Regions from separate parts of the Mus musculus genome. Here regions 2, 3, 4, 5, 6 and 7 are each linked to region 1. Evidence: chromatin contacts called from public Hi-C and promoter capture Hi-C data. All regions are on one chromosome and are shown on one strand. Each heading gives the region's core, a stretch centred on a gene start, on an enhancer-like site or on the middle of the called end of the contact. The rest is flanking DNA. Distances are from core to core; before and after follow the strand shown.

What was found. Promoter capture Hi-C pulls out the DNA fragments that hold promoters and counts their contacts. A called contact is a pair of places that touch in the nucleus more often than the background predicts.
Region 2: a contact with region 1 is called in a Hi-C map of neutrophils, with 8 times the contacts expected there. The contact joins the promoter of Dnajb4 here to the promoter of Bcl10 in region 1. A contact is called at or near these places in 1 of 39 promoter capture datasets (pre-B cells) and 1 of 484 Hi-C or Micro-C datasets (neutrophils).
Region 3: a contact with region 1 is called in a promoter capture Hi-C map of pre-B cells. The contact joins the promoter of Adh5 here to the promoter of Bcl10 in region 1. A contact is called at or near these places in 1 of 39 promoter capture datasets (pre-B cells) and 1 of 484 Hi-C or Micro-C datasets (CD4 T cells).
Region 4: a promoter capture Hi-C map of pre-B cells shows a contact between it and region 1. The contact joins the promoter of Acadm here to the promoter of Bcl10 in region 1. A contact is called at or near these places in 1 of 39 promoter capture datasets (pre-B cells) and 1 of 484 Hi-C or Micro-C datasets (CD4 T cells).
Region 5: a Hi-C map of CD8 T cells shows a contact between it and region 1, with 9 times the contacts expected there. The contact joins the promoter of Rap1gds1 here to the promoter of Bcl10 in region 1. A contact is called at or near these places in 2 of 484 Hi-C or Micro-C datasets (CD4 T cells and CD8 T cells).
Region 6: a promoter capture Hi-C map of pre-B cells shows a contact between it and region 1. The contact joins the promoter of Usp33 here to the promoter of Bcl10 in region 1. A contact is called at or near these places in 1 of 39 promoter capture datasets (pre-B cells) and 1 of 484 Hi-C or Micro-C datasets (CD8 T cells).
Region 7: a promoter capture Hi-C map of pre-B cells shows a contact between it and region 1. The contact joins the promoter of Fpgt here to the promoter of Bcl10 in region 1. A contact is called at or near these places in 2 of 39 promoter capture datasets (liver and pre-B cells) and 1 of 484 Hi-C or Micro-C datasets (CD4 T cells).

What each region holds. Positions count from the first base shown.
Region 1 is chr3:145,922,912-145,926,078 of GRCm38.p6, forward strand. It overlaps Bcl10 (B cell leukemia/lymphoma 10), which reads left to right and starts at 1,351. Exons shown (of 3, transcript NM_009740.2): 1 at 1,351-1,604. The coding sequence starts at 1,548.
Region 2 is chr3:152,192,119-152,195,367 of GRCm38.p6, forward strand. It overlaps Dnajb4 (DnaJ heat shock protein family (Hsp40) member B4), which reads right to left and starts at 1,727. Exons shown (of 3, transcript NM_025926.5): 1 at 1,259-1,727. The coding sequence starts at 1,469.
Region 3 is chr3:138,441,596-138,444,656 of GRCm38.p6, forward strand. Adh5 (alcohol dehydrogenase 5 (class III), chi polypeptide) reads left to right here and starts at 1,498. Exons shown (of 9, transcript NM_007410.3): 1 at 1,498-1,598. The coding sequence starts at 1,587.
Region 4 is chr3:153,943,020-153,945,903 of GRCm38.p6, forward strand. Acadm (acyl-Coenzyme A dehydrogenase, medium chain) reads right to left here and starts at 1,624. Exons shown (of 12, transcript NM_007382.5): 1 at 1,377-1,624. The coding sequence starts at 1,406.
Region 5 is chr3:139,073,549-139,076,712 of GRCm38.p6, forward strand. Rap1gds1 (RAP1, GTP-GDP dissociation stimulator 1) reads right to left here and starts at 1,653. Exons shown (of 15, transcript NM_001040690.2): 1 at 1,488-1,653. The coding sequence starts at 1,491.
Region 6 is chr3:152,345,106-152,348,066 of GRCm38.p6, forward strand. Usp33 (ubiquitin specific peptidase 33) reads left to right here and starts at 1,373. Exons shown (of 24, transcript NM_133247.3): 1 at 1,373-1,534.
Region 7 is chr3:155,091,516-155,094,668 of GRCm38.p6, forward strand. It overlaps Fpgt (fucose-1-phosphate guanylyltransferase), which reads right to left and starts at 1,863. Exons shown (of 4, transcript NM_029330.2): 1 at 1,784-1,863; 2 at 1-43. The coding sequence starts at 1,841. Lrriq3 (leucine-rich repeats and IQ motif containing 3) reads left to right here and starts at 1,919. Exons shown (of 8, transcript NM_028938.2): 1 at 1,919-2,155.

The sequences.
Region 1 (3,167 bases), core at 101-2,600:
AAAACCCTCCTAATGTTTTAAGTAAGTTTATGATTTATTCCTGCTTATAGCTGGGTCAGATGCAAGCAGTTGGTTGGCCAACACAGCTAGCTAGCTTGTGCCACCACACCCTAGCTGGAGGACAGAGGTGTTTGATTTGCTAGAAGAAGATCTGGGTGTAGTTCAGTAGTTGCCATTCAACAGATGGTTGCTACAGGAAAGAGCAAATGATTAAGCAAATTGGGTTATAACAAGACAACGGATGACTAAGGACACAGGAAAACACTCTAGTATACTAGACATCAGCGTAAAAAAAGACCTGGCATAATGTAAACACCAAGATTCCAGAACTCTGATCAAAGCTACAGAGATGTGGCTTTAAGCCTCTACTGGTTCTTTTGTTTTAGATAAAGATTCCTGTTGCCTTTGGTCCTCTTGACATTTCAGTCTACACTTGCAGATTTACTTCATCGACCACATAATCATTTTCTGCCTAGGACTCTATGTGGAGCACCTCATCCACTAGGACACGTTTTGCACGGGCTACGAGTTAAAATATCGTTCTGAAAATAGCCATTTGGCCTCCAATAAACAACTTCCCCATCAGAGCATCCCTAGAATTTACTTACTGAACAGAGATAAAGGATAACAATAAGAGAGTGTAACTGTGTACCAAGTAGCTTCAGAACCTTAAATATACTCCTAGAGGCCCTAGCTTTTTAAATTTGTCTCTACTGCATAGATTAATAAGGAGAAATGCTTCTAATGAATAGAGACTTAAAAGTACCCAAACACTACCTGTGCTGCTAAATTGATGGGATTGCAGGTAATTTTTAAATCTTTTAACAGTTTTTTTTTTTTCTTTGTGTTTTGTCGTTTTGTTTTCTGCTCTCAAGATCTCCTTGCTCCTGTCTCCCTAGTTCTAGGTGGTAAATGGCAGTGGCCCCCCAGAGCAGGCCCTCAAACGGAAGTTATGTGTGCGTGTATACATATACGTATGATCACGCAACTGTAAAACCTGGCTCAGCACAACAGGAAATTGTTCCGCAACATCTGGAAAAGAGAAGCAAACCAAAATGCTCTGGCCGACTCAGCCCACACTCCACCCAAACGAGGAGTCTGCGAAGGCGGGGAGATCCCGCTAAACTGAGCGGCCAGTGCTCCGCCCACGGAAACAAATCCTTCAGGCGTCCAATCCGCAAGCCTATGTAAATGACAAGGGGGCGTGGTTAGAGGGACGCCCGCTGTGGGCGGAGCCACTGCGGAAGCAGAGACGTAACCGAGGGTAGTACTGATTGGCTGGCACGTAGGTGGGTGGGGCCTGCAGGCAGACCCGCCTCGCCGAAGGGTGGTGCCTGAGTTAGGAAGAACGCTGAGCGCGGCACCGCTGGCCCCAGGGGCGGAGCCGGAAGTGGGGCGTTGAGGTCTCCACCTCCTCGTCCGTGAGCCGGCCGTTCCCCCGCTTCTGTTCCTAGTCCCCCCGAAGTCACAGCCTGATTCCCGGAGGCCCGAGCCCTTAGTCTGGGCGGGGTGGCGCGGGCCGGAAGGACGCCATCCCGGCCTGGGCCATGGAGGCTCCCGCACCGTCCCTCACGGAGGAGGATTTGACTGAAGTGAAGAAGGACGTGAGTAGCTCCGCCGGGCTGGGCGCAGCGGGGCGCAGCGGGGCGGGCGGGCGGAGGAAAGCGGAAACCCGGAGCTGAGCGACGGGGAACTTCAGGTCGGAAGAGCGCGGGGTCCTGGCACAGCACGACCTGCCTGCTTCCCGGGAGCTGGCTGGAGACGATCCACCAGCGACCCGGGAGTCCGCGGTTAAGCCTGTCGGTGGGCTTGGATGTTTCCTTGCCATCCGCTCGTCGCTGGTGGCTTTCCATCCTGCCGATCCCCCATCCCACGCCACCGCCGCGGGAGCTGCTAGCCTAGGGAGCCGCCGGAGTGTGCCCACAGCGGGCTTTGGACCAGGCATCCCCGGGCGTAGAGCAGATGGGTGAAACTGGTCTCTATCGGGGGCTGCGGAAAGCTCGCCAGCTGAACGCACGCCCTGGAATTCCCCGAGTAATCAGACGCCCACGTATTTAAATGAAGGGGGTGTGCGTACTTCTCGCTGAGACTTGGTTCCCAGGTAAACGTTGAAAATACTCCCGACTAAATTGGACTCTTCTGCTTAGACCATGTAGAACTTCACAGACACAGTAATATTTGAGGAAATGGCTTTAACCACAACGTGCTTCGTTTTTTTTTTCCTTCCTTTTAACTTCTTTTGCCAGAAAAAAAAAAAAAATCAAATGAGCACAACTTAGATAATATACATGAATTCACATTAAAAACCGGTAACTCGTTCTTACTTAGCACCAAAATGCTGCCGAAAAATCGTCTTTACGAACTTAACCTCAAGTTGTTGAAGATGTATGTGTGCTTCAGACCCCTTTTTCTACCATACTTACCCCTTGTAAAGTTTATTGCGCTGTGCCCATAATTACAACTGATAGAGCTAAGTACCAGGAGGGAAAGGTACGGCCAGGATAACTGCCATAGTTTCCGTGTTCAGTGGAGTTGGTAGGGCACCTGCTGTATGGAAAGCTACACATTCTACTTGAAACAAGGTCTTTGATACCCACTATAGTCCTTAAGAGGACAGTAAACCCTAAGTGTAAAGTCTGGGAGCTCTGTTCCCATGTTCCACAGTTTTGAATTTTCTCACAATCATTAAAGTACCTATAAGGAGAGAATTGCTTTTCATTTTATAGCTGGCAAAACAAGACAAGACCTGTCTGTAGATAGGGGAGGAGAGTGCTGCAGGCCTTTGTTTCTGCTCCGGGGTTCATTGACGTCATCCATCCTGACAGTTGCACGTTAGACCTGTGTCAGATGTCCATAACCTTAGAGAGACTACAGAGAAGCGTCAGGGTGTCTATAAAAATAGTGTTCCTTAGATATTCACCCTATTATTTTTGAAACTGCTTATGACAAGCTTAAACATTCATCCGCATTATTTGAATCTCCTTTTTTTCTCAACTCCAGGACTTTATTTCCAAGTCTACCAGAACTCAAACTATAATTTCATACATTTGGCTGTTGTTTTGTTTCTCTGTAATTCTGACTGTCCTGGCACTCACCTGTAGAACTAGCTGGCCTCAACTCCCTTCCTCTGCCTCCCAAGTGTTGGGATTAAGGCATGAGCCACCACT
Region 2 (3,249 bases), core at 477-2,976, 6.3 Mb after region 1:
TTAAAGCAGGAGGAAAAGGGCCCACCACTGCTCTGAGTTGTCGGTTTAGTTTGCTTAATGCATGGCCCTGTTTGAAGGACTTCTAATTAGGGAAATCTGGTGTTTAAATGCTATAAACAAGGGGAAAACAGTATGTTTCCATAGCCACCGTGACTTAAAAGACATTAGGGGAAGAATAATGCAAAAGAACTTTAGTCTGTTTTAACACTTGAAAACCCCAGAACTCACGTGAACTAATGCATGGTTGCCGCTGCTGCTGACTGACAATTTCAAACTCCTACTTTATGGCCACATTTACGACATTTATGGACATTTATGGAGATGCTGGACAAAATTCGGAATGGTAAAAGGAGATTCTCAAAGGCTACTGAGCTCACTGAGTCCTGATCTCAGAAGGCAAGAAAAAAAGTATGGCTGAGGGAAAGGGCAGCTGTCATGCTTCCTCTTCAGCCACATAGTAAAATTTCCAAAAGAAATAGTTAACTAAAACAAACTCAGTCATTGTTCCAACTAGGTGGCCATTTTGGGTTAGAGAAGGAGAGGGAGGGCGGGAGGGCGGGGGGGGGGGGGGAGGAAGAGAGGGAGGGAGAAAGAGAGAGAGAGAGAGAGAGAGATCTTGTTCTCCTGGCACAATATTAACTGTTTATAATTAAGCTAAAAACTTGTTCTGGTATTTTATGACATCAGGGAAATTCTTTCCTCTCTAGGCAGATTGCCAAAAACAACTAGAAGCTAAATGCCTGTGCCTTCTGCTTCTACGACACACCACTCCGTCTTGTTCAGTTTCAACTAGCGTCGCTCTAAAAGGACAAAAAACTTCTTGTTTTTCTAAATAAAACATAAATGGCCCAGAATTTGAATTGCCGATCTTAAAATTTTAAGTGACTGAAGATTCTATTAATTCTGGCAATAAAATCATTAAAAACAAAACAGGTTGCATAAGACTTTTAAACAATTCATTCACAGGCATGAGAATTTAAGGTTTCTTTTAAAATATAAAATGCTAAAACAATAAGTCTAACAGGAGAATATGAATAATACAATATTCTAAGAAAAAAACCCACAAAGACAAACATGACATTTCATTCATAGCTCATTCAAATAATCAAGGATTAAACCTTAGTTTTAACCTGTTATTTTTCTTTTTATTTTAGTATGTCTGATGTTCTCATGTAACGATAACCAGAAGGCTGAGAGAGAGAGAAAAAAAAAAGCTACGATTCAGACACTGCCAAAGGTACAGAAATATGCAGCTTACCTTCTTCGCCAAACTGATCATATATTTCTCTCTTTTTAGGATCACTCAGTACTTCATACGCTTCTGCGACCTCTTTAAATTTTTCCTCTGCTTGAGGAGATTTGTTCTTGTCCGGGTGAAATTTGAGGGCTTGCTTTCGGTAAGCCTTTTTAACATCTTCATCTGTAGCTCCTTTGTCAATTCCCAAAATGTGATAATAGTCTTTCCCCATTTCGAATGCCTTGAAATGAACTTAGATTTCCCTTTGTAAAAGAAAACAGCGTCCCCAGGCTTAGCAACACAATGATCCTGAGAAAATAAAGCAAGCTGGGTATCTTACAAGTTAAAGCAAATCAGCAACTCGGCTCAGCTGTCCAGAGGCAGCAGGCAGCGTCTCTATTTAATTCCTCCCCGGCAGCTCACTTACAGATAAATAGACACCGCACGGAGACGGCCTCAGCTAGACCCTCCCACTTCAACTACGTGTCTCTGTACTTTCTAGAACAGCGAACGAACGAACGCTACAGGACGTCACTTTCCCAGCGGCCTCTAGGCAAAGTACTGAGCTGTGCCTCTCCTCCTCCACGATTAACTATTCCCTTTCCTTCGTCCTAGCTGTACCCTTTTATTTCCTGTGGATTTAGCAAACCAGCACAGAATGCCGCAACTACATATACATTTACTCCATTAGAGGTAAAAAGGCAACAGAAATAATTATAGCCATTAGGCATCCCATGTTAAACTGATTATACAGTCAGAAAAGCCCTCAACTTACAGTAGGTATTCTAACTTCAATTTCAAGTTACCTAGCTATAAAATGTGCAGAACTAAAATATGAGGTGTTTACATTTAAAATCTTCAAATAATTTGGGTCATTTTCAAAATTTCTGGGGTCTATCGATCTGAAAAGTGAGGGAGCCACTATATAAAATGTCACATGGTAAAAGGACTGTTATAACATTGAAAAGCAGTATTTTAACATAAATAGGTGACTTAAGAATGGTTTTAACTAGGGGTTCTTTTTTTTGGAGGGGGGATAATACTTAATAAACCATTCCTTATCACAATGAAACGGAAAAGCCCATTCTGAGGGGGTCTTTATACTGCAGGGAATGTAGGGGAGAGAGGATCAGATTCCAGCACGCTCAGGTCAGTGTAACTGTCACCCGGGACCAGTTTACGGCCTGGATGGATTAGTTAGGAGAGGCAGTTAGGTAACAAGTTCCTTCAAAACACATTTCCCCTAATTTTAAGTATTTACTTGTTGACAAAGATTTTTTTGAAACAAGTGGGGGGGGGTTTTCTCCCTATCTTTTTAGTATTCCCTTGTAATATTAGTATATTTCATACCTTTAAAAAACATTTGTTGCGATTTGTTGTAATTTTTTAAATCAACAGTTTTAATCATTTTACATTTATATGTTATCTGATGCTTTCCTTCTTTAAAAATGTATCTTGAATAGATGAGAAATATTTTGAATGTAAATAACTCATCTTTTATCTCTTTTGTGGGTTTTCAATCTGTACCAGCTGGCTTTGTGTGTCAACTTGACACAAGCTGGAGTTATCACAGAGAAAGGATCAGGATCAAACATTTCTTTTTCACATTCCATGTCCCAAAGACCATGGGGAAGTTAACATCAGCAGTCATCATGAGAGTGCGACTCTGAAAGTGCATATGCCATCACACTCACCTATAAATATCTACCTGCTAATACAGGTGTAGGGGGTAGACTTGAGAGAGACTATGAAGAGAAGAGAAACTACAATTAGTAAATTAACTGCATTTAAAAATTGAATTCTTCTATTAACATGAAGCTCGAATTCTCCTTGTTTTATTACAAGTATCTAGCCTGCTGTATCATGCAATAATTCAGGACTCAGAAAAGCATAAATTTATTTTTATGTATATCAAAAAGCTTAAATGTGATTATTTTATCAATGTTAACAGCAACAAAGTTTTTGTGCATAATAGTATGTTGAAGTCAAATGCTACTCTATTTTAATGACAG
Region 3 (3,061 bases), core at 248-2,747, 7.5 Mb before region 1:
AAGGATCATTCGACCCCCAGAAGGGTCATGACCCACACGTGACAAACACTGCTCTAAAGGAAACAGTAGGAAAATTTTTCTCCCTCCTTCCCTGAAAAATCGTGAAAATAAACTTCTCAAAGTATGAGAATACTCCACTCCACATGACTGCATCCTCCGTCGTTTACAAAAGTCAGACTAAACTACAAAGTGCCTACAGCAATAGGTCAATCACTCTTCAGTTTCTGGCCCTAGTACTGCTTCTTGCAATGATGAATTTCTAGTCTGATGGATTGTGATTCTCTGTATTCCTGTTTCTGTTTCGGGGGGCAGCAGCTCTCCCTGCGTGACTTCACTTCTGTAAGAATTATGAATTCCTCAACTTGTTCAACTTCTTACAGGAGTATAACTTATAATATCCACATGTGGTGGTTTGACTGGAAATGGCTTGTATATTTGAATATTTTAATCACCAGACACTGGAATCATTTAAAAGGATTAGGAGGCACGAATACAAGATTAGTTTTAAGTAAGTTGGGTTTTAAGCACTGAGATACCCTAATACACACTGGCTTGGTACTTCAAGCCTGGAGTTTAGGAACACTACCCTGACTGGAGACAGACTATGGTGATCATCCTATTAATTATATACGTTAAAAGCCAGGGTGTGAGTTAGTGTGAAGTGAGAGAAGGGCTTTGAACAGTACCGTGGAGAATGTCAACCCTTAAAGTGTGTAATCAGGAAATGAGCCATGAAAAAGACAAAATGCGGTGTTTTAGTGGGTACATTTCAACACAAGCAGCATTTGGGATTACATCAGCAAATACAGCAGCCTCTGTCTCCACATAGTTGGTCCACTCTTAAAAGGGGCCCACTCTGCTCCCTCGGTTCCCTTCCTGAAAACTTCTCTCCGTGTCCGATGGTCCCTGAAATCCCAGGACCTGGTCGTAACCTGCTGAAATCCGAGGTCGGGCTGTTGCTAGGATGGGCACCTCTCCCTCTAGTGTTCCTTCAAAGCCCTTGAGGGCCGCAGTGTTGACTCGTCCTGGACCCAGACCCGCAAAACAAGGGGCTGCATTAGCTCGCTAGCGCATGCAACCCGCAAATCAGTAGCTCGCTAGCTAGCGCGTGCAAGCCCGGGAAGAGGGGGGCGGGGGGACCGCGGACAGGGACACACGGAAGGCGTGGCTTGTTCTACACGTGCTTTCCCACACGTGTTACCACACGCTATATTTCTCTCACGTCTAACGTACAAAGACTGCACGAAAATTAGACAAGGAAATACCACAGAGATGCTTTGCAGGGGCTCAGTTGAGCCAGCCTGGAATAAAGCGCTTCACGGCCCCAAAACTACTGCCTCCCCAGCAACGGAGCGCAGTAGCCGAAACTCAGGCTCCGAAACGCGGGCCCCGCCCTTCCGGTATTAGGCCCGCCTCCCAGCCGAGTCCCGCCCTACGCACAGCCACCTCCTCCCGCCCTCACGTACGCCCCGCCTACATCGAAGGCCCGCCTCCCGCGCACAGCCCCTCCCCTCACGCACGGTCCAGCCCTCACCCGGGTTCCGCTACACTCGTGAACCTTAGCGCTCGATCCCGAACTAGCGGCCATGGCGAACCAGGTATGGAGGCGCGCGGTGGGCCGGAGCAGAGGAGGGGAACGCCCGGGTGGCCCGCTGCCGCCCGCCGGGGAAGGCGAGCGCAGCCGCAGCGAGGGCATGGAGGCTTTGTTTCGGCGCCGCGCTTGGAGAGCAGCTCTGCTTTCTGCTCTGCTCCGCCGGAGCCCGGTGGGCTGAGGCCCGCGCCCGTCACGCGGGACGGAAGAACTTGCCCGGGTCGCGCCCGGGTTGCAGGATCAGATTTGGAGCGCGGGCCGTGCTCAAAACTCCCAAGCAAAGTTAGGCCCTTCCTTCGACCTTGGCTTTCTACGTGCAGCACGGTGTACCTGTTTTTTTCAAATCACGTTATTTGACTTTCAAGTCCATCTCCAGTAAACCCAGTGAGTGGCTTGCAACCTTTATTCTGTCAACACATTTCATAAGCGTCAAGTGAACTGATCAAAACCCAGCATTTCTCACTAGGTTTGGTTCCGTGGTTAAGAAGGTCTGTACTGAGTGTAATCGCTCTAGTAGCTCATTGCTTTAGATGCGCGATATAAATTTCATATGGAATTGTAAACTTTACAGAGCCACATAAAATTAATTCTAATGGTATGTTTACCCAACCTGATACTCGCAATATTATTTCCACGTTATAAGTATTTTTAAATTGAGATATTCTTCACTCTTCTAAGCTTTCAAATTTTTACATCATACCTGATTTCAGTTCACACTTGTCCTTTATCTATAGTGTTCAATAGCCACCTGTGGCAAATGGCTAATGCATTAGTTAGCACAGTTATAAGAGATGGTTATAGTATTTTTACCCCCATTTGGATATTTCTTAGGATCCTTTCCACTGGGAAGTATTGCACTAAAGTGATGCTATATAAGCCATCCCAAGGAAAAGATAATTAGGTCGCATAATACTAAGCTTGAATACTAACCTTGAATTACTTGCCAAACCTAGTGAAAGACTCTGGGTGGGATTTTGCTTGGCTTGTCCATTGTTGTGCTAGGACTCAAATCCAAGGCCTTGTGCATTCAAGGCACATGCTCTACCATTGAGCTACACCCCAGCTTGGGACATGTATTCCATAGTCTTCTTTCCTTTTCTTTCTTTCCTCCTCTTCTTCTTCCTTTTCCTCCTCCTCCTCCATCTCTTCCCCACCTCCCACCCTCCTTTAAGATGTGTGTGTGTGTGCCTGTGTGTGTGTATATGCATGCAGGAGCCTGTGGAAGCCAGGGGGTGGCACAGATCCTCTGGAACTAGAATTACAGGTAGCTGTGAGAGTGTAGATGCATAGGACTGAACCTGGAGTTTTCTGCAAGAGCAGTAGGTGGGTGCTCTTAACCACTGAGCCATCTCTTCAGCCCTTTGATTTTATATATATGTATACACAATTTAAATATAAATAATATATATGCACATATTTGTTGTCCTGGTTGATGGTGGTTTAGGGTGGAAGGTTTGAGATGGAATCTCT
Region 4 (2,884 bases), core at 374-2,873, 8.0 Mb after region 1:
GCACGCACGAGCCTGCTCATTGCTTGTGCAGAGAGGATGTGCAGGTCTGTGTGTGTCTGTGTGTGTGAACACACCTGTCTGTGTATGTGAGTGTGCACGTGTCTGTGTGTAGACAGCTTAGAAACAATAAAAAAAAGAACAGGGTTAAAAACTTAGCATTACAACATAGAGTTTAAGTTTTGCAAACACCCGTCTGGGAACAGTTCCAAACACACAATTTGTATTTACACCTGAAAATCAGGCTCACTAATCCTAGGAGATAACTGGAGATTATTAAAATAAGACAGCCAGGCTTGAAGGCAGAGGTGAAGCTGTGAGCGCCGCACCACCCTGGACTACAAAATGAGACCCAATATAAAGAACGACGACACTCTGAAACTCTAAAGTCAGAAGAGAATTGCGTTTATTATTCCTGGCTCTCTGCCAAAACCAAGGAATTCCAATATGGGAACACTACTAACTTTAGTCTTCAAGCCCGCAACTACAGCATAACTAAGTAACGAATTACTTAGAAATTTGACTCTTGGTTTTATCCCGGTGTGAAAAATAGGATAAAGGAATGCATTTTCTGTTTTGTTATGGTGTTAGACTTTCCCTCTCTTGTCCTTGGAGGCACCAAGAAACCTGTAGTTCTGTTGTCAGAATAAAAAATAACTTTAAAACCCTTCAATTTCTGCTTTCAGAACCTGTTGAGTTGTATAGTAATGGTGTTGTAAATTCTAAAACTACAGCTTTCGGTGCCAGAGGCAACTTCAGTCCAGTTTTAGGTGGTATAAATGGAGGTTTGTACGAACACATCGCTAATATAACAAACTAGTGGTTAAAACAGCTTAGGAGACAAAACTCTGCAGGGTACAACATTTAGAAAGCAAGCTTCATGAAAATTCTTCGGTAGGCTTGTCTCCCTTTTGTTTTTTGGAAGGGTGCCTGTACATCACAAAACCACAGGCGTCCTAACCCTGTTGGTGCGAGCGGAGCGGCCCACTTCCCTTTCCTTCGTGTTGTGCCTGTGTTCTGTGCACACCCAGGATCAACCTGTTTGGATCCTAACACTTGTTCACGCCCGTGGCTACAGAACCACACACTGATGCCTTCCTGGGGTGGGACTACAGTCAAAGTTTTTTGGAAGTGATCGCCTCTGCCACAGCAGGGTTCTGACACCGGGTTCCCTTCAAGAAGCGTGGGTGACTGGAGAGAAGTGGCTGAGCCCATTGACCCAGAATGAAGCAGGTCCGCAGGGCCACGCCTGCAGGGGTCAGAGCCCGGAGATCAGTGAGGGAGGGCGGCAGGCAGCGCGGGGGGACGCCCGCAGGCTCCCGCTTTCCCCCAGGCCGCGTAGGGCCGACCCTCCCGATACCACCCGGTCACCCGCTCACCCTGCAGCCTCTGCGGAACGCCGCTGCCATGATGGCTCCTCGATCTGCTGCCTCCGACCACCTCCGTGCAGCAAGCAAAACGGACGGGGGTCCCGCCCCCAGGAGGCGTGGCTTGGAGGGAGGAGAGGGGCGGGCCTTAGACTCTAGGGGTGCGGAGGCGTGCGGGTCAAAGTCTGCAGACCTCGGGGGCGTGGCCTAGGGAGTCCCTTTACACACAGATGAGGTCTGAGCTCTCAGACTGACTTCGGCTGAGAGACAGAGGGATGACGGGTCCAAGCAGAAGACCTTGGGCGTGGTCTTTGCAGGCTCAAGGGGTGTGGCCTGGGAGGCGGGGCTAGATGAGGGAGGGTCTCGGGTCCGGACCTGGGCCAGAAGAGGGAGTGGCCTGAAGGCCCTCTGCGCATGCGTCCTGCTCCCGACCTTGCCCGAGCCTAAACTTCTGTGCTTGGCCCGGAGAAGAAGACTGTGTGCCCAGTGTCACCGGAGCCCGAAGGTCACGTTCTTTCCAGAGGGCTGCCCGGGAGAGCTGGACCCGAATCTAGGCCAGAGGGCGCAGCCAGACGTTTCTAGCAGTCAGCTGTGACCTTTACTTGGAGAGTCAGATTCTTTATGGCTCCGGTATTCACTGGAACAACAAATTCTGGGCTAGATCGATAGGTAGTCTGTACTCCTTAAAATTTAAATAGGAAATTAGCTGCATGTGTAGCCAGGGCGACTAAGACATCTCAGTGCCAGGAGACTGAGAAGGAAGATCACTGCGAGTTTGAGGCCAGCGAGAGCCAAGTAGCAAAACCTAAACAAACCAAAGCACAATAGTGTTTATTTCATCTATTTTTCTGAACGTTTTCAAGGCTACTTATTATCCACTTATATAGATGTGGGAAGCATCCTTGGGAACCCAAGCTGAGCCTATCCAAAAGCTCCCCAGACAGTGAACATTGGGAGTGAAATTTTGCTCATGAGTTTGTAAACTTTGCTTAAATTCCCATTGTCTTCCAGTTAGACCTTGTGTCTGAGATGGTAGCTGTGGTGTTATAAAGATGAGAGATTATAAAACTTCTTAGTGTTGGGTACCTTAGTTGCCAAAGATTAAGCTGTCAATAGTCCTCTTGCTCTCTGCTTCAAGGAACTGGGAGACAGGAGCTTATTTTTGAGACTAATGAACAATGAAAAATTCTCATCTTCTCTCTGTCTTACCTGTAGCATTGTCAGGCACACCAAAGCCTAGAAAAGGTATGTGGATTCCATTGTGAGATAAATGCTCAGATCTATAAGATTAATCTTTCAACATCAACAATCTTTCCTGAAACATAGTTTCTAATGGTTGTAAGGGAACATTCCAGAAAAAGGTATCTTCCTTTGAATGGCCTGCTAGTCTGATGAGCTGTTTAAACCTCTGATTGTGGAATGTTCCAGGTCCACAAACAACATTATCTGTGCCATTTTTAGCCTCCTTGGCAGCCATTTATTGCCTTCCTTTATGTGTAAGCTAACAGCTTTGTGACCAT
Region 5 (3,164 bases), core at 403-2,902, 6.8 Mb before region 1:
TTTAGTTAAAATGAGCTTTAACTAAATCTCACCTTTAAAAAACTGAGACTTGTTTCTACACCAAACCTGTAAGTGTAATTAAAAACTTTCCAACACGCAGATTTTAATCTGTAATCTGGATTAGTATTCTTTTAAAATTCTATAAAGGGACGAACAAATGGGATACCGATTTTTTTTTTTTTTTTTATAGAAATGTTCCGACTGTCAGTGATACTCACTTGGAAGACAAACAAGTGAAAATAAAATTCAGGGGCATGGGTGTTTTGTTCTGCTTTGTTTCATTAAAACCACCTCCTTCTCCCCCAACGGTCCTCTTCCTACTAAATGACAAAGATCTGACTCAAAGCTAAGAGTATTTGGTCTTCCGGGAAAGGCTACCACATCATTTCTAGGATTCTGATACTTCCTGGAGGGTTCTGTATTGCCATGATCTAACTCTAAGCATTGAGCACTGTGTTGACAGATGAAAGGACCACACTCATAAATAACTTGCCCAGAAGGAGTGGGCAAAGTCCGTGTGGAGGGACGCCGAAGAAGCCAGTTTTTAAAAGGGGAAATTACGATAGACGCAAATTATGGAATAGAAGCAAACTGGGGAACGTGTACTGGACAGATGATCTAAGTTGTTACTATCAAAGGAAACTTTTCGCCCTTAATTACAGAAGAGATTTGTATCCGGTGCTTTTGTAATTATGCACAGGTAGGCAATATCTGAGGAGAATCTCACGTTCAAACATAAACAGTTTTATAAAACATTTGCATTGAAGTATCCATTCTTTTAGGATTAACTATAAGTACAATGGAACTAGAATCAGATTATACAGATTTAGGCAGGGGCAGCTGGGGCAGAACAGGCAGCATGTAAATTCCTTAACAATGTGTTACAGGGCACAGTTTCCAGCTACAGGAGAAATCCAGAAAACCGCTTGAGGACCGGAACTGTGCACGCCGTAGTCTCCCAACACTAATTCAACAGCTAGCGGCTCCCGCCAGCCTCGCGCTGCCCACGGCGGCGGCGGGCGAGTCGCCACCTCCACCTTGGAGACTGTCCGCTCGGCACTCGGCTGGCCATCGCCCTCCCAAACTACTTGCCGGCTCTCCCCGCACCGGCGCCGGCCGTCGGCAGGCCGGGGAGGGAGCGATCGCGCCCACGGGAAGGAAGTTCCGCCAAGTGGTCGGGCTCGCCGTGGGACCGAGCCTGCAGCACCGCGGCCTCCCAGCCCCGGGGACGCCCCGCGCGGCCCGGTGCCGGCAGGAAGCGTGGAGGAGGGGAGGCGAGCGCGGAGCCCGCCGCCGACCCCACCCCGTGCGCGACCCCGCCGGCCCGGCCGCCCTCGTGCGCCCGCCTTCCCCCTGGGAGGGCCGCCGCCCCGCACCTCGCGGACCCGGGGACCCCGGCAAGTTTGCAGGAGAGATGCACTGCCACCCTGCAGCACGCCGAGGGGGAGAAAAGAAAATGTCAGGCGATGACGGCCGGCAGGACTCACCCATGTTCCTCCCACAGAGTGAGGACCGGCAGGGCGAGGCGAAGGGTTCGGGTGCGGGCGGCGCGGCTCAGCGGCGGCGGCGTCCTCCCTCTACCTCCGCGTCTCCCGCAGCCAGGGAGGGACCCGCGGGGGGCGGCCGCCGGGGAGGAGCAGCGGCTGCGGCTGCGGGCGGCGCGGCCGCGGCGGGGACGAGCGGCGGGGGGCGGGGCGGGGCGGGGCGGGGCGGCCGGGCGCAGCCTGCGGCGGGCGCGGCTGCGAGCGAGCGAGCGAGCGAACGTGCGGGCGGGCGGGCGGGCGGGCTGGCGCGGAGGCGCCGAGCCGTCCTGAGGAGCGCCCTCCCGACGCGCGGCCGAGCGCCCCGCCCTCTCCGCCGAGCGCCCCGCCCTCTCCGCCGAGCATGCTCAGTGCGGCCAGTGCTGCCTCCTGCCCACGGCCGGCGAGGCTTAGCCCGCCGGGGGCTGTGCGTCTACAGACCGGAGCGGTACAGCTCGGTGGCTGTTGCTCGAGGGGCGGAAGCAGGGCTCAGATCTCCGGGCTGCTGGGACGGAGCCTCCCGGGAGGAAGTCTCAGCCCGGAGCGTGCCTGGCAGCGCACGCCCCAGGCGAGCATGTGCGGGGTGGCGGAGCAGGAGGACGTAGATGTCCGCGGGCGCGTCCCCAGGGCGCATCAGGCTGTCCTGCGGGGCTGGCGGGAAAGCCGGTCCAGCGGAGAGCGGTCGCAAGGTCACCCTCGGCGAGCCAGTGCCTAAAGCCCTTTAACCCGTCGGGCGGGACCCTACAGGCTGTGTCCGCCGCACTCCGGCTGTGCCAGGGAGGAAAGACGTGCTGAGATCAGAAACACTGAAAGTCCACCTACGGGCGGGGGTAACTCGGTGGATGACGAGCCGCCCGGGGACTGTGACCGAAATGCTCCCACATGCTCTCGCGGGGCTCGGGGTCCCAGACTGGGCTCTGCACCAAGAAGAGGCAGTAGGATTTCTCTGTGTAGCCCTGGCAGTCCTGGAACTCACTTTGTAGACCAGCTGGCCTGGAACTCAGAAATCCGCCTGTGAAAAACCAAAAAAATAAATAATAATAATAACGTAAAATAAAAGAAGGAGGGGGAGAAGGAAGAAGAAGAGACAGTAGGAGACCTGCACGTGTCCTGACCCCTGCCTGCCTGGACTTTATCCCAGGCCTGTGGCGATCTGTAGGAAGAGGAGCTGCAACTCTTGCTGCCAGAAGGGGCTGTTTCTTCATCTGTGACTCTCACAGACCAGTCGCTAATATTACAGGCACAGATCACAAGAGCATCTCGATATGTTAGGTACTGGGATTTTATGTGATTTTTTCTGAAATAAAAATGCAACATAATTAAAGACAGGTGTGATCTATTTACAGCAGCTCAGGCATAGACTGATACAGATGTTAAACACCCGTTCTTGGAAGAAAACTACTCTTCCTGTTTGCCTATAATTCATCTTGCAGAAGGCTGTTAGGATTGTTGTAATAATCTCTATACACAGGGTTCAAACAAAATTACTGAGCATCTGGGGCCCAGAAGACAAACCAGGGCAGGACCACACATCTTCTGAGGGTACCTCTTCCTTGCCTTGTAGCAATATGACTCTAGCTTTCACATATTTTCCCTACGTGCTTATGTGTCCAGTTTTCCCTTATTTATAAGGACACTGGTCAT
Region 6 (2,961 bases), core at 123-2,622, 6.4 Mb after region 1:
ATCTGGGTAAATAAAAATGAATTTCCTGGGGAAAACCATTCAATAAAAATTGAAAGCCGGGTGTGGTGGCACACGCCTTTAATCCCAGCACTCGGGAGGCAGAGGCAGGTGGATTTCTAAGTTCGAGGGCAGCCTGGTCTACAAAGTGAGTTCCAGATCAACCAGGGCTATACAGTGAAACCCTGTCTCGAAAAAAAAAAATGACAATATTACTGATTTGGATATCAGTGAAAGCAAACGAGCAATATCTGGAGTAGGCCGAGGGTAGAGTGGTGGTAACCATGGGGCCTCCCACACAGCTTCATTCCCTTGCGCCAAGCCCCAGACAGCAAGGAGTATCATGGTTAACATCCTCTGATTCCACTAGCAGAATAATTAGAAGCCCTCAGATTAGTCGCCTGCTTCTGATGGAGACTGGCATTTTGCACAATATTTAGATACATGCTCCCAACCAACTTTGGGGTTAATCATATAGACATGTCTTACTCTGTAATCCAGGCTAGCCTCAAACTCACAATCCTGCCACAGCCTCCCAAGTGCTGGCTTTACCGGGGTACACCACCATGCCCAGCTGACAAACTTTTTCAGCTTTGCAGTTTGAATTCACATATTATAAAATCAAACAGTGAGGGGCTAAAAAGATGACTCCTGGTTAGGACCACTGGCTGCTCTTCCAGAGGACACTGGTTCAATCCCCAGCACCCAGAAGGCAGTTTAGTTCACAGTTGTTTGTAACTCCAGATACAATGGATCCGACATCTTCACTGAGATATGCATGCAGGCAAAACACCAATGCATATAATAGAAATAATTGGAAAAATATTAAAAAGTGAATGTAACAGTCACATAAGTGGAAGGTTTTTTTTTTTTTTCCTATTGCTCTAAGTACCAAGAAGATCTCAAGGTTTCAGTAACTATTTCATTTGATCTTGATTTAACCTAGTGGAAAATGGTAGAGATTAATTTCTTCTTTGTATATATGGCAAAGAGAAATGCATTTGCTTCCAGAAAATGTAGGTCTTAAAGGAGTTATTAGAAAAGCAAGGTTTAGGACTAGCCTCACACTGCAGCCCAGACTGGCTTCGAAGTTACCGCAATCCTCCTGCCCCAGCCTTGAGCTAGCCACTTCATATTGCAAACTTCAGACCTTTCTGAGGCTTTCCGTACTGCGGAGTTTATAATGCACCGCGACGAGACCTTGGGAAGCTGTCTTGTGACTGCAGAGGGTGGGAGAATAGGAATAAAAGCAGAAATGCGGCCGAAGTGGTGTACACGTCAGCTCAGGTTGCCTGTCTAGCACAGGCCTAGCGGAGAACCGAGGCCAGGCCCGAGGCCCCGCCCCGGGGCGTGTCTCCCCAAGGTCCCGCCCCCAGACGCCCGCAGCGGCCGCGGAGACACCGGAAGGAGCGGCGGCTGCCGAGGGAAGCGTCGGGCAGCGGTCGGGTTCTGCGGGCCGCGCTGCGGAACCGTTTTGCGGCCCTGCGGATCCGAGCGCTCAGGCTCCGAGGAGGAGTGCGCTGGGCGGCGGGCTGAGGTGAGCGCGGCGGACGGGCGGGCGGGCGTGCGGCGGCGGCGGGCCGGAGGGAGGGCGGGCGCGGCCGGGCTGAGGCTCGCCCCGGCGCGCGGCCCGGGCGGCTCGGTGGTCAGGGATCCGGGTCGGGGGGCGCGACCTGTGCGCGCCGCCCCGTTATTCATTGCTACGAACGGGAAAACCGAGGTGTCACCGTCCCAGTGGCGTGTCTTCGGCCGACGCAGCGTTTGGGTCGAGTCCAGTCGTAGCGTCTGTCGGTCGCAGCTTTTGTTCGGGTCACATTTCCACGGTGTGAGTGCTTTCCCAAGCGCTCAAGCATTTTTCAAATACAAAATGCTCCTCGTCGGAAAATTCGTCATGTTGACCTGTTAGGCAATGTGATTGATTTGATTGCCTTAGGGGCTTTGCACACAACTGAAGATTAGGGTTTACATTCTGTCGGAATCAGTATTAGGCCTGCGAAATGGAGCCAGGGGCTGACATCCTGGCTGGAGCAGAGTCTAACTAAACTGAAGACGCGTTTTACCAAAGGTCTCGAGACTTAGTGCTTAATGTAGAATTCTAGAATGTTCTCTCTCTCTCTCTCTCTCTTTTTTCTTCTTTAAATTTTTTCGAGACAGTCCAATGTCTGGCCTCCCAAGTCCTGATCCTCCTGCCTCCATCTCCCAAGTTGCTGGGATTCCAAATGTATTGCCACCATGTCATGCCAGATATTTTTTTGTTTGATCTGACAATTTTTTTCTTTACGAAAAACCTGTTACCAAAGATAATGAGAGTCAGGGTAGACTGCTCAAGCCTAGAGATGCCTTTGGCAGAAGATAACATTTGGAAGGTGGAGGAAGGTAGAGAAGGACTTCCAGGCTAGCCTAGGCTACAGGAGCCCCCATTTCAAAGCAAGCAAGCAAGCAAGCAAGCAAACCAAAGAGGCAGGGGAGGGGAGGGAGAGGGAGAGAATGAGACCATTTCTCCGAGTGTCTTCTGTGGTTGAGGGTGCAGTTGTATCTTATGGAAAGGTCAGAGCAAATCCGATGATTGCAGCAGGCTATTTGATCTTATGAATGCTGGCAGTGAGTTTGTACTGTTAATATAAGTATGGAAGAATGAAAATTTTATAACTTGTTTCAGTAACTTATACTATGCCGATAGTTTTGTTATTTCATTTACTTTGGCAAGATGAGAAAAACTACACAAATATACATGGGGGCTATATTTATGATTGCATGCTATTTTTTTTTTTTTTTTTTGGTTTTTCGAGACAGGGTTTCTCTGTGTAGCCCTGGCTGTCCTGGCACTCACTTTGTAGACCAGGCTGGCCTTGAACCCAGAAATCCGCCTGCCTCTGCCTCCCGAGTGCTGGGATTAAAGGCGTGTGCCACCACGCCCGGCTTGCATGCTATTTTTTGATCTGCATTGCCAGTTTTCAGTTACTT
Region 7 (3,153 bases), core at 613-3,112, 9.2 Mb after region 1:
ATTGCAACCACATCCCAGAATTCTCCAGCTGCCACGGGTTTGCCTATTGGAAAAATAGCAAGGAACCTTCTTTTAATGCTATCAGTCATCTCACTTACAAGTTTGCCTATTTCAAAACAGGGGCTAACAAAGGATAATCATTACCATCTTCCATACTAAGAAGGGGATACAACCAGCCAATCAACCAACCAACCAACCAACAAACCAATCAACAAAACAAACAAGCAAACATTACCCTCTAAAAGCAAGTTTTGCGAACCAGGGCCCTTAATGTTGCTGGCTGAGAAATTTCAACTCAAGGATCCACTCCTTCCAGGTTTTTGTTTAGGAATGTGGTCTTTTGTTATTGTTGCTTATCATTTTTTTCTTTCCTTTTCTTTTGTGGTACTGGGAAATAACCACAGAGTCCTATGCTTGCCAGCTCTATCACTGAGCTATGTTCATAATCCTTCATTTATCTATTTAATTAATTTAGTATCTTACGTTTGACAGGGTTGAGACAGGCTAGTTCAAAGGTAGTAAGCTATTGCAAGTGATTGTTCACATTCAGTTACAGATTGAAGTTCTATTCTATACTTCCCCCCTTCTCACTAATGCACTTGACTAGAGATAGAGGAAGGCAAAGCCTACCTAACCCAGAACTCCTCTAATGTGCTTGAAATTGGTCCTGCGAGTTCACTTCAGGGTCTCTCTATCTTGGCAATGGGAGACCCAGAAGGCTGGACTTCTGCAGAATAAATACTCTTTGTGTTTACATACTGTTGGAATCTGGGGCATCATTCTTTGGTGACTCATTCTTCAGTGAATCATGGACTCTTCCACTACTTGACAGATTGGCTCTGAACTCATATTTATTTTCTATCTATCTACCACACGACCGATCGATCTACCTATTATCTATCTGTCTATCAATTATCATCGTCTATTTGTCTGTGCAATCCAGGTAGGTCTTGAACCTCGTTCCTACTGCCTTAGCGTCTCAAGTAGATGACAGTACAGACTTGCGACACCAGTCCTAGCTTCTAATATTTTTATTAACGATGATCAAACTACACTTTATATAAGCAATCAGAATACAACACAAACCCCAGGACTAAACTTCTCAATGAACTCATTAAATGACAAATTGCACTTTCAAGAATCAGTGGAACCCTCTAATCAGCAAAAATATTAATAAGGTTTTTAACAAGTTGAGAGAGAATGAGAGGGAGGGGAAAGATAAAGAGGGAGGGAGGGACTGAGATAAGAAGGAGGAATAGGTAGGAAAGGAGGGGGAAGGGGAGGGAGAAGGAGAGGAGAGAGACAGACATGTTAGCTTGGATTTAATAGTTCCAATCATTCTGGTATCCAAATATAAGACCGTACATTTTAGGCACTCATAAATATCAATTTTACCAGACAGCTGTACCCCAAACTTACATTATCAAATTTAAAGCCATGATTGCCTCCGTATTGGGGTTTACATTGGAATAAAGTGGAGTTAAGCAGCGGGGCTTGGGAAAAGAAAAGAAACAAGGTAACGACTACTGCAGACTCTAAGCAAAAGGTCTTCTACCACTGAGTTAAGCCAGTGTTACTTCCCGTTGGTAATTCTCTTACTGCTCCTTCCTGACATCTAAGTTTAGGCTCGCACAGAGAGGAGGAAAAGGGAAAAAGGGAAAAGTCTGGCTGGCCTGGCCAGGACGGAGCGGACAGGAAGGGGTATCGGACAGGAAGCTGCGCGGGGTCCTTGGGAAGGCGCTCTCCGTGCAGGGGGGCAGAGAACTCAGTTCCGCCTTGGTACCTCTCAGCTCAGAAAATCTGCGCAGTTTCCGCAGGGTGGCTTCGCGGAGAGACGCCATGGCCGACTTCCGGGAGCACACTTAGCACGCACGCGCACTCCAAACCCCGCCCCGCCCCGCCCCGCCCCGCCTCCTCCATGCTCTCCACGTCACCGCGGCCCTGGAAGCGCCCTGAGACTTGAAAAGCTAGGATGGCGTGAGCGTGCGCAAGCGGCGTTTCCTGGGCAACGATCTGTGGGGCAGATGGGCGGGCACCTAGCGGGGTCGGGTTGTGCGGAGCTCTGGGTTCCTGCCTTACCGTGTCTGACAACCCGCGGTGCGACCGAGAAGACCAACCCACCCACCATTAGTGGATCCACCACCCAGATGCTGAGGTGACCTGCCCGCACGGAGCTCCTATTCCTGTCAGAAGCCTCCCAGGGAGGCCAGGCCCCTGAACCAGAGAGAGGCTCGGCTCTGTGGGATGCTTTCTGGTGGGCCAGACTACTCTGCACCCTTCAGTTGTCCAACTTCCCAGGCCCAGTACTGAACTAGCGCCTTTAGCCAGCACTGCACACTCTGTTGTGTTCACTTGCTTCAAGGAGATTCAACCAAAGGTGCCAGATATTGGAAAGAACCAGTCTTACTTAATACACTTTCATAGAGTGGTTATATGTGTTTCTCTTGTAGAGTGCATAAGTTTATATCGAGTACTACAGGTTGATCTCTTTAATCTTTCACATAGTACATAGAGAGGAACGCTATTTGAGGAAGCCATTTCAGTCTGAAACCCAGAAATCTTACCACTACAATTTGACTTGAGAAGCTTCTCTTCTTTAAAATCTAACTCAGAATTCTGCATAGCAGCTCCCTATGAACTTTTAAGTTTCTGAGTAAGCTTAGTTTTTCACTTAAAGCCTTGACCTCAGCATTTAATTCTGTATTTAAAGTGGACACATTTGTGGGGAGGAGATAACTGTTTCACAATACACTCCGGCTGAAGGAAATTAAGAAAATACAGAAAGGCCCGATAGATAATAACAGCAATAGCAGTCAGAGCTTGTAATTTATAGTCTTGAGTGAACTGGAGTCATCCCAGGTTTTTGGTGACCTGCCTTATGTTTAAAGGGCACAGACACACTGAAGTATGTTGGTGGGTATGGCAAGAATATAAGCAGAGCTTTATTTGGAGTCTACTAAAGTAACACAAACAGGAAAGATTTGGTGGAAATTTAAAAGATAATAATGGGAGATGGAGAGAAATTGCTTAGATTATAGAAACACTTAACCAACAACACCTGTCCAATAAATAAGTGTGGATTGTGAGAGAAATTACTAAAAGATGCTGAAAGTGGATGACATGACATTTAAATGAGCTGAGGAAAGGTATGTA